Regions from separate parts of the Rattus norvegicus genome. Here region 2 is linked to region 1. Evidence: chromatin contacts called from public Hi-C data. All regions are on one chromosome and are shown on one strand. The core of a region is the stretch at or near the end of the contact, and the rest is flanking DNA. Distances in the headings are between cores, read along the strand shown. Region 1 overlaps LOC102552958 (a long non-coding RNA gene). Region 2 holds the start of Mn1 (MN1 proto-oncogene, transcriptional regulator).

Region 1 (4,142 bases), core at 846-3,345:
TTCTGTACTAAGCTGACTCATCCACCCCTCTCAGGAGCCTCAGAGCCCCGTTCTCTTAGGGGGTTAGGAACGATTCAGTTTCCTTTGGCTTCCAAAGGATTCTTTTCTAAAGCTTTTGTTTTTATTGTGTATATACAGGTGTTTGGCATGCATGCATGGCTGTGCACCACATGTGTGCCTGTGCACATGTGTACCTGTGGAGGTCAGAAGAGGGCATTACACCCCCTGGAACTGGAGTTACACCAGATGGGTGCTGGGAATCAGACCGTGCTCCTCTGGAAAAGCAGCCAATGCTCTGAACCACCAAACCATCTCTCCAACCCAAGTAATATACTAAGATGTCATTAGTCCATTTAGTGTGCGCGTGTTTTCGCATGGGCACACCCACAGGAACACTCATTTCACCGGTCATATGCAGAAGTCAGGGGACTACTTTTGGGAGTTCTCTCAACCTTGATGGTGATTGAACCATCCTGACAGCACCCCTGTCCCCAAAAGAACTTTTATTTTAAAATTTAAAGGTTATTTTTCGGTTTATTTATTTTATCTTGTGAGTATGAGCGCTTTGCCTGCAAGTACATGTGTGTGCTGTGTGTGTGCCTGACGCCTACAGAGGCCAGAAGAGGGCATCAGGTCCCTTGGAACTGGAATTACAGAGGGTTGTGAGCTGTCATGCGGGGTGCTGGGGACAGGTCTTCTGCAAGTGCTCTTAACTGCCAGCCCCCCAAACAAACTTTTAGAAGAACTCCATGCACACATAAAATCCAAATCCCCACCTCAGTGCTGTGGGGTCACCACATACGACTTAGGAGGTGTTCTGAGCAGACAAGAGCCCAGGAGAGCTGCTTGTGCAGAGGACTGCCTTGAATACAACAGCCAGGTCCTAGGTACCTGGAGTTCCCACCCCACCACATCCAGCTAGTACTGGTTGGTGCTGAGCTAGGCTCAGTTTCCTTCTGGGGCTTGTGAAGGTGGCCCTTGATGGCCTGTGTTTCCCTGAACTAGGGACTCTTTGAGATCTGTAAGTCTGGCACCCCCAACAGAGAGCTGCACCAGGCCCCTCTACCACCGAAGAATCACAGGTTCAGACAGTCACCCTCCCCCTCCCTCCCCACTCCCTCCCTCTCTCTTTCTCCCATGTTTATTTTTTTAATTCCAGGATGTTTGGTTTGGCCCGGCTCCAGCTCACGGTGTTTTCACTAGGCCATCTCAGATTCCTCCAGTCCCCATCCCGGTTTTTCCTGTAGTGGGGTGGGGAGGGGGATGAGACATCTGTCTTGGGCTTGTAGAAGAACCTGGGTCTTCCAGGCTGCATATTCTGCGCCTGGTGCTGTTCCTGCATCTGAGAACAGAAGGGCTGCATCTGAGAGCTTCCTGGGCTCACCACGGAGAATAGAAAGGTGCTCAGGAAGGACACAGGAAAAACAGGGCACGCGGGACGGGGTGGGGGTGGGTCAGAAATCTCTAATATGGTAAGCTCTGCCGAGATATCAAGGACCCCACAGGACCAGAGGGCTCCTAGGGCACAGTGCCTGTTTCACCAGGCTGAGGTCTCTGGATCTGTCTCCAGCACTACAAATGTTTTCATCAAAAGTCAGGCAAGGTACAGCCCTACAGAGGCTGAAAGAGCAAGAGTACTATTAGAGAATGCCTTCACCCTACAGATGGGGAAACTGAGGCCCAGAGAAGGCAACAAGCTGCTAAGTAGCTCTGAGGTAACTTGAGCCCACCCTGTTCCAGATCCTAGGCTCTATCCCCCTCCTCCTCCCCTTCCCTTTCCCCTACCCTCCTCTCCTTCCCTGCTTCCAGGGAGGAGTGACCTCCTGGAAGCACCCAGGTCACCTGCTGAGCTTCATCACGTGTGTAAAAGTAGCAGCCAGCGTGCCAAACTGCTTTCAGAGCTGGGGCTGCCTCCATAATGGCTTTCTCCAAGAAGCACGGGGGCTCGGGCCTCAGGACCCAGGGGAAAAAATGAGGTTCTTTGCCCAAGGTTGCCCAGGCCTGGGAGAGAAGCTACAGAGCCCCAGCAGCCCTGTCTGGGGCTGGACCCCTCTGCAGCCCCATTCTGGGCCCCAACCCTGCCCGCTCTTTCCCTGGACAATGTAGCCTTTCAGGGCCAGACAAAGGCGAGTTTAAAAGGCGAGAATTGTGTTTCCATGGCGGAGGGGCGGGGGGGCCGCCGGCGGGGAGGGCCCAGCAGCGCAAACCGTGGTGTATTTATGCCCGTCTGACACAACACAATTTGATTTTCCACATAAAAGATCAAATAATATTTCGGTTACAGTTAATTACGCAGCCCAAAAGCCCATCAAAGGCCCCTCCGCATCCACCCAGCCCTTGCTCCGTGGCTCCGCGTGCGCCCAGATTTCACGGCTTGCTTCTCAGAGTCTGCACCCCTGCAGCTCTCCGTTCACAAGGGCCAAGGGGGCCGCTCCAGAGACTACCGGGAGAGTCCCCATCTCTGCACATGATGCCTGATCTCCCCACCAAAATAGCAGCCCAAACGTCTCTCAAGGAATCAAGCTTTCCCGTGCCCCCCAAGCTCCATCTCCCTGTGCTAGAAGAGGAAATGAAACGGGGTCTAAGGAGGTTCAAGAGGTTCGTATGAGCTCATGGAGCCTGCTGCGTCACAGCCACTAAAACCAGGGCCGACATGTCACGTCTAGATGAGAGACTTCTCTCTTTGAAATGGAACTGCAAACTCCCAACCGTGTTTGTTGAATGAATAACTTGATAAAGGAGTGCGGGAGGGAGAGGATGACTATGAGGGAGGAAGGGGAAGAAACGGGGAGGGGAGAGGGAGGAGAGCTAGGCTCTACCCTGGTGATGGCAGCAGTGATGAGGGCCTGTACCAGAGCAGCCTCTTCTCCTCACAGGATGCCCCACAAGCTGACAGGAGATAGTGTTCATACTGAGAGCCCTGCAAGGCCAGGTCTAAGCAGAGGGTCACCTTCGAAGTGAGTCACTGTAGGGAATAATTGGCCCCCTCAGAGCCTCAATTCAGCCTGCACTGCATCGTGAACAATCTTCTCAGTACACACTTGAGAAAACTCTAGAAAGACAGGAACTGAGGCGTACAGACTCTTAATCGGAATATTCACGAGATAAATTCACCAACCCAGACAACAATGGACTCTCAGAGTCAACCCAGAGCAGGGAATTCATGTTGGCATCCTGCCCAGATCTGCTAAAAGGCCCAGAGAGGGTATGCATTCTGCCAAAGATCACACAGCAGCTGAGCAGGCTGGCTTTCCAGAGGTTGGATGCCCTCTGGTGTCCACCCCAGGGTAGCATCACTCTGCCTTTTACAGGTACCGGTGGGGGCTGGGGAGCACTTAAGCTCCAAAGGTTTTTTAGAGCTGAGGACTCAGCTGGTATGTGCCCACACCCACCTTGCATCTTCCTGCGGATCCCCTCCCTCTCTTCAGGACAGCCTGCCTTTAGTGGAGGTCCTACAACCACCCTAGGAAGGATGTTCCTCCTGCAACAAGAAAAGGGAGTGCTTAGAAACTTGGAAACCCCCCAAGAGGAAGCTCTCCAAATGCAACCGGTTCATACCCCAGCCTGCAGATGGAGTTAGGGTCATGCAGAACAGGCCACTTCCTCTCCTGTGCAGAACCACCTTCATTTTCTAGGCTCAAGAGCCTACAGAGCCAAAGAAGGCTCAGACCACAAGCTAGCAACCCAGGTGCAGCAGGGGCACAGTGAGGGCTCCAAGCTATTCTGGGGCACGGCACGGAGGCTCTGTGGTGGCGACCAGCCTGAGTAGCAGCAAAGGTGCTTCCTGTGCATCTTCAGCTGCTGAACCTGCCCTGGGCCCACCACAGCCTTCACTCACCATCACCTGGGACACTGTCACACATGCTTCAGCCCTGGTGTCTGGTATTCTACACCTGGAGACTGAGGTAGCTGATGCAGCCCACCCAGAGGAGCCCACAGGGAGGTTCCAGGTGGAGATTCCTGTAGTGTGTGGAACCTCAGAGAAAAGGAAACCTAGAGCACCACTACTACCACCTCCTCCTCCTCCTCCTCCTCCTCTTCCTCCTCCTCCTCCTCCACCACCACCACCACCACCACCATCATCATCATCATCATCATCATCATCATCATCCCTGGCTGTAGCCCTGTGTGCTCCCGTCCCC
Region 2 (4,142 bases), core at 463-2,962, 130 kb after region 1:
ACAAACCCACCATGCCTGAGGCTCTGGGCATGGCTGAAGCACCCGGGAAAGCGCCCCCGGGAACCTGGCGACCCGCAGCATAATGTGGCAGCTGCCCTTCAGAGTCAGAGGGTGAAAACATGTCAAAATGTCCTGAGGGCGGCTCGCTCGGGTAATTGTATTCCAGCGAATCTACGGCTCCTTGGTTCGTCACCCTCCGGGGTTCCAAGCTGTGAGAATCCGAGCCGCTAGAGGCGGACAGGCCATGGAAAGAGGCAGCCCGGTTAGGGCTCTGGTCCAGCGGCAGGCACGGGGCAGGCACAGCGTGGCCCGAAGTGCCCGAACTGTGGAAGTCCGGGAGGTTTCCTGGCCGCTGCGGGCCGAAGCCCTCCGGCCCCTGGCTCTCCGCCATGTGCTCGTAACTCTCTGCGAAGGGAGGCTGGCTGCCGAGGCCGCTCGCTGCACCTCCATAGCCAAGCAGCCGGCCCCCGTGCAGACATGAGGCACCTGGGTCCGGACCACCGAAGTTGCCCCCAAAGTGTGGGTGATGCTGGTGCGGGTGATGGCCTCCAGGATGGCTGTGGTGAGGCTGCTGACCACCGAAGAAGCCGTGCACAGGCTGTGCCTGCAACCCCCCTGCGTGCAGCTCGGAGTGACCGCGCGCATGGAAGCCGTATGGCTCCATATTCAAACCCAAGATCGGGGGTTCGCCCAGAGCGCTTATTGCAGGGTCCACGGGGCCAGGAGGAGGCCCGGCGTGGAAAGCAGGGGCCTTAAAGTGAGCGTTCATACTCAGTCCGGCTTCGTTAAAGTTCCCCTCGCCCTGACCAGCGTGCCGGCTGTTGATCTGGGGCTCGAATTGGTCCAGCCCAAACATACTTGGCGGGGGGGCGGGGGGATCAATAGGGCATGACAGCCTGCTCCGCCGCGCGCCTCCGGCCAGCTACTCGCCTCAGCCGCGGCTCCGGAGCTCCGGGTTCTGCACCGCGGGGCGCAGCGCTCACTGCCGCCCGGCCGAGCGCGCGGGCGCTGGCTAGGAGCTCTCTCCGCTGCTCTCCGGAACCTCAGAGTCGACCCAAGCGGGCCTCTCACGTCTTGCGAGGCCGCGGCGCCTCCTGGAGCCTTGTCGGGGGGCCCATGCCCCGGGCGGATGGCACGGCCGCGGCTGGGTATGCGGAGAGGTGACCTGGAGGCCGAGGAGCTGAGACAAAAAGTTAGGTAGGGGGGAGGGAAGGGGGCGGGAGAGCGGAATGATCACCTTCTGGAGTCCGCGGTGCGGTGGTTGGGGCCGTAGGGGAGCCCCTTGGTCCTTCCCCTGCCCCGAGTCTCCGCGCCCGGGCCGCGCCGGCTCCCGCACCTCCGGTCGGCCGAGGGCGATCGGCGGCGAAAGCTTCAGCGGCTCGGAAGACGGGCTGCTCCGCTCCTCATCGCCGGTGATGGCCCCGCAGCAGGAGATGCGGGCGCTGGAGCGGGAACGCAGGCTGCGGGAGACGCGCGGCTCCGCGGCTCGGGCTCGACCGCCGGTCGCTGCGCGAGTTCGCGGGAGTCTCGGGGCGCGCGCGGGAGGGGAGGCGTGGGGCCGGCGGCTCCTAAGCTGTGGTTCCCGCCTCCGCGCTCCACGGGTCCCCTCGGAGCCGGGAAGGGGCCGCGCGGGCAAGCAGGGCGCGCGGGGCGGGCGAGGCGCTGCGAGGTCCGGGCTCCCGCTCCGCGTCTGCCTCTTGCCGGCGCCGGGAGAAGCAGCAACAAGTTTTGCGTTTCAGCAATCCATTCCAGCCATTACCTCTGCACCAATCAGCGCCTCCCGAGCGGGCCCGGGGGCGGGGCTCGCTCTTAAGGTGGTCCCGGGTCCTGGCTGCGCAGGCCGGGCCACGGACCCGCGCTACTCCGGGTCCCGCGCTACGGCGTTGGGGGTGCGCCCCGGGTGCCCCGGGCTGGGGAGGGCGCGAGCCATGGACGACGGCGGGAGCCAGGCTTTGTCCGTCCCCTTCCCATTCACGCTGTTCCCAACTCCCCACCCCCAACCGGAGCTAGCACGACCTGCCCGGTGGGCAGGGGGCGGGGAGGTGGGCGGTGAGCTGTGCGGGGCGCACAGACAATGGAGTAGCCTGGCAGAGCCCCGGGACGCACCAGGGAAAGTCGCTAAGTGTCGCCTGTGCTGCAGCCCGGGGCGGCGCCCCAGGGAGCGGCCCTGGCAAGTTCACGAGGTGATCGCCGAGAGGAAACACGAAGGTTGTCTCTGGGACCAGAGTCTGGCTCGCTCCTTCCCGAGACTCTCACCGTTCGCGGCTTCCGGTTCTCTGCCGCCGGCTCCACCTGGAAGAAGCCACGCACCCTCGGCCGCTTTGTGGGGACACTTCGGGTGAGCCCGGCGCGTGAGCGGCGAGGCGAGACAATGCGAAACCCCGAGGAGAACGACGCGCAAAGGCGCACAGGGGTGGGGACGGGGGGGGGGGGGGGCGACACCTTGCTGTGGCCACAAGCGCGCAGGCCCAGGCCCTGAAGGGCGCGAAGTTGGCCTCCTTAAAAGATCTATTAAACTAAAGAGGTCAAAGAACGGAATTGGATTGTGATACTAAAATCAATAAGAGTGATTTAATACCTGCCCTATTTCATATGGAATATTTATCCCAATAATCTTACTTAAAACGTTTAGATCTTTCTACTCACGGAGTAGAGGCTGAAATCTATCTTGCAATTAAAAGTTAGAAGTTGGAGGTGATAGGAGGTGGAGGTGTTTATTCTGTGGACGCGCGCGCACCCAAGCGCCAGCATAAGTGTGCGAGTTTTCCTCTGAAAGTGTAAGTAGGGGAGGAGGGGCGGAAAGGCCTTTAATTTTCCTTGCCACGAAATAAAGCGAGACAATTTTGCTGGCAGGCCAGGATTCTTAAAAGAAGAGAGGAAAAGGAAAAAAAAAAAAAACTTTCGCTGAAGTGCCCCGCTATCGCTATTAAATCTAAATAAAATTAAGCATGGTGTATAAAAATGCCTTTTCCCCCCACAAAAGAAAGTGTTTATCGCCCAAGTCTGTCTAGCGTTTGCTAAATTACGCATGAAATCTGAAATGAAATAAACGTTATAATAAAACCAACCCGGAGCCCTTTTTATTTAAAAACCTCAGATTAAGCACTCTACTGTCGTGGGCATGAGTTAAAAGTTACCGTGTCATTCGCGGCCCGATTCATTACTCCCCGGAGCTTCTGAGCAAAGTAACGTTGGAAAATGGGCTGGATTTAGGAATGGGGGGGGCAGGAAGCCACAAGAGACTTCTGAAGAAATCACCCCCCACAAACACACACACACTCACCCACGCCACACACGCTCCCCACACACACATCCCCCACACAAACCCATCCCCCACACATTCACCCACACACACACGTACCCACCCCCCACTCTCACACACACTCGAAATAAAAGCTCTCAGGAAGCTGCAAAAAAAAAAAAAAAAAAAAAAAAAAAAAAAAGCTCCGGCTTTTCCTGCAGTCTACAGATTTTTTTTTTCCTTTTGAAATTAAAAATGAAAATTACCCCCACCAAAAAACGGGTCCCATAAATAAGCATTGGGAAGAAGTATTTGTGCAGGGTGGTGGAGTTTTAAAAGGATTTTTCTGCAGGATCAGGTTGTTGGTCTGTGATTAAATATTGATTTTGTGTAATTAGTTTTCATGCGAACTATCCTCTTGCTGATAGCTTAGAGGTTTCAGAACTAGAAAAGAAATGGAATTGGACATGGAAATTATTACTTAGCAAAGTGACAGGGAAGGAAAGCCAGAGAAGACAGAGGCTTTGCCTGTGTAGGCACAAAGGAAAAAGCTCCTTGTCAGACACCCCCAACTGACCCTCCAGGCCCAAAGCTAGGGGCCCTTGAACCTCCTGGGCAGAAAGGGGGAAGAGTTCAGGAACAGATGTCAGGAGGAGACCCCAGGCAGCAAAGCTGTGACACCTGGCCATGTGCCACTGTCTTGGGGACAGTAGCCTTCTCAGGAGGCAGAGATGGAATGCCTTGTATGTCCTGTCTGATGGGGACAGGGGTGTGTGGGGACCCGTGTGAAGCACTAAGGAGGGATGTCAGGAGCTGGGAAGGACTCATAGGTCTGCTGTCTGGGAAGCACTGCTTTGAGGTTGTGGGGTGTCACTTCACAGTCCTTGGTAGAGGGTCCCCA

Evidence for each region. Hi-C and Micro-C count contacts between places; a contact is called where the count stands out from the background.
Region 2: a Hi-C map of Schwann cells shows a contact between it and region 1, with 4 times the contacts expected there. The contact joins the promoter of Mn1 here to the enhancer-like site in region 1. A contact is called at or near these places in 3 of 12 Hi-C or Micro-C datasets (Schwann cells and liver) and 1 of 1 datasets of contacts at active chromatin or transcription factors (oligodendrocytes).

What each region holds. Positions count from the first base shown.
Region 1 is chr12:50,746,401-50,750,542 of GRCr8, forward strand. All of the region lies in intron 1 of LOC102552958 (a long non-coding RNA gene), which reads right to left. Among named protein-coding and RNA genes, the nearest start is that of Mn1, 130 kb to the right of the region's middle. Within about 2 kb of position 2,096, at least 27 of the 93 cell types and tissues checked have an H3K27ac peak or open chromatin away from gene starts, as enhancers often do. A contact at or near this core is called in Schwann cells, where this site is marked.
Region 2 is chr12:50,879,083-50,883,224 of GRCr8, forward strand. Mn1 (MN1 proto-oncogene, transcriptional regulator) reads right to left here and starts at 1,713. Exons shown (of 2, transcript NM_001191928.2): 1 at 1-1,713. The coding sequence starts at 856.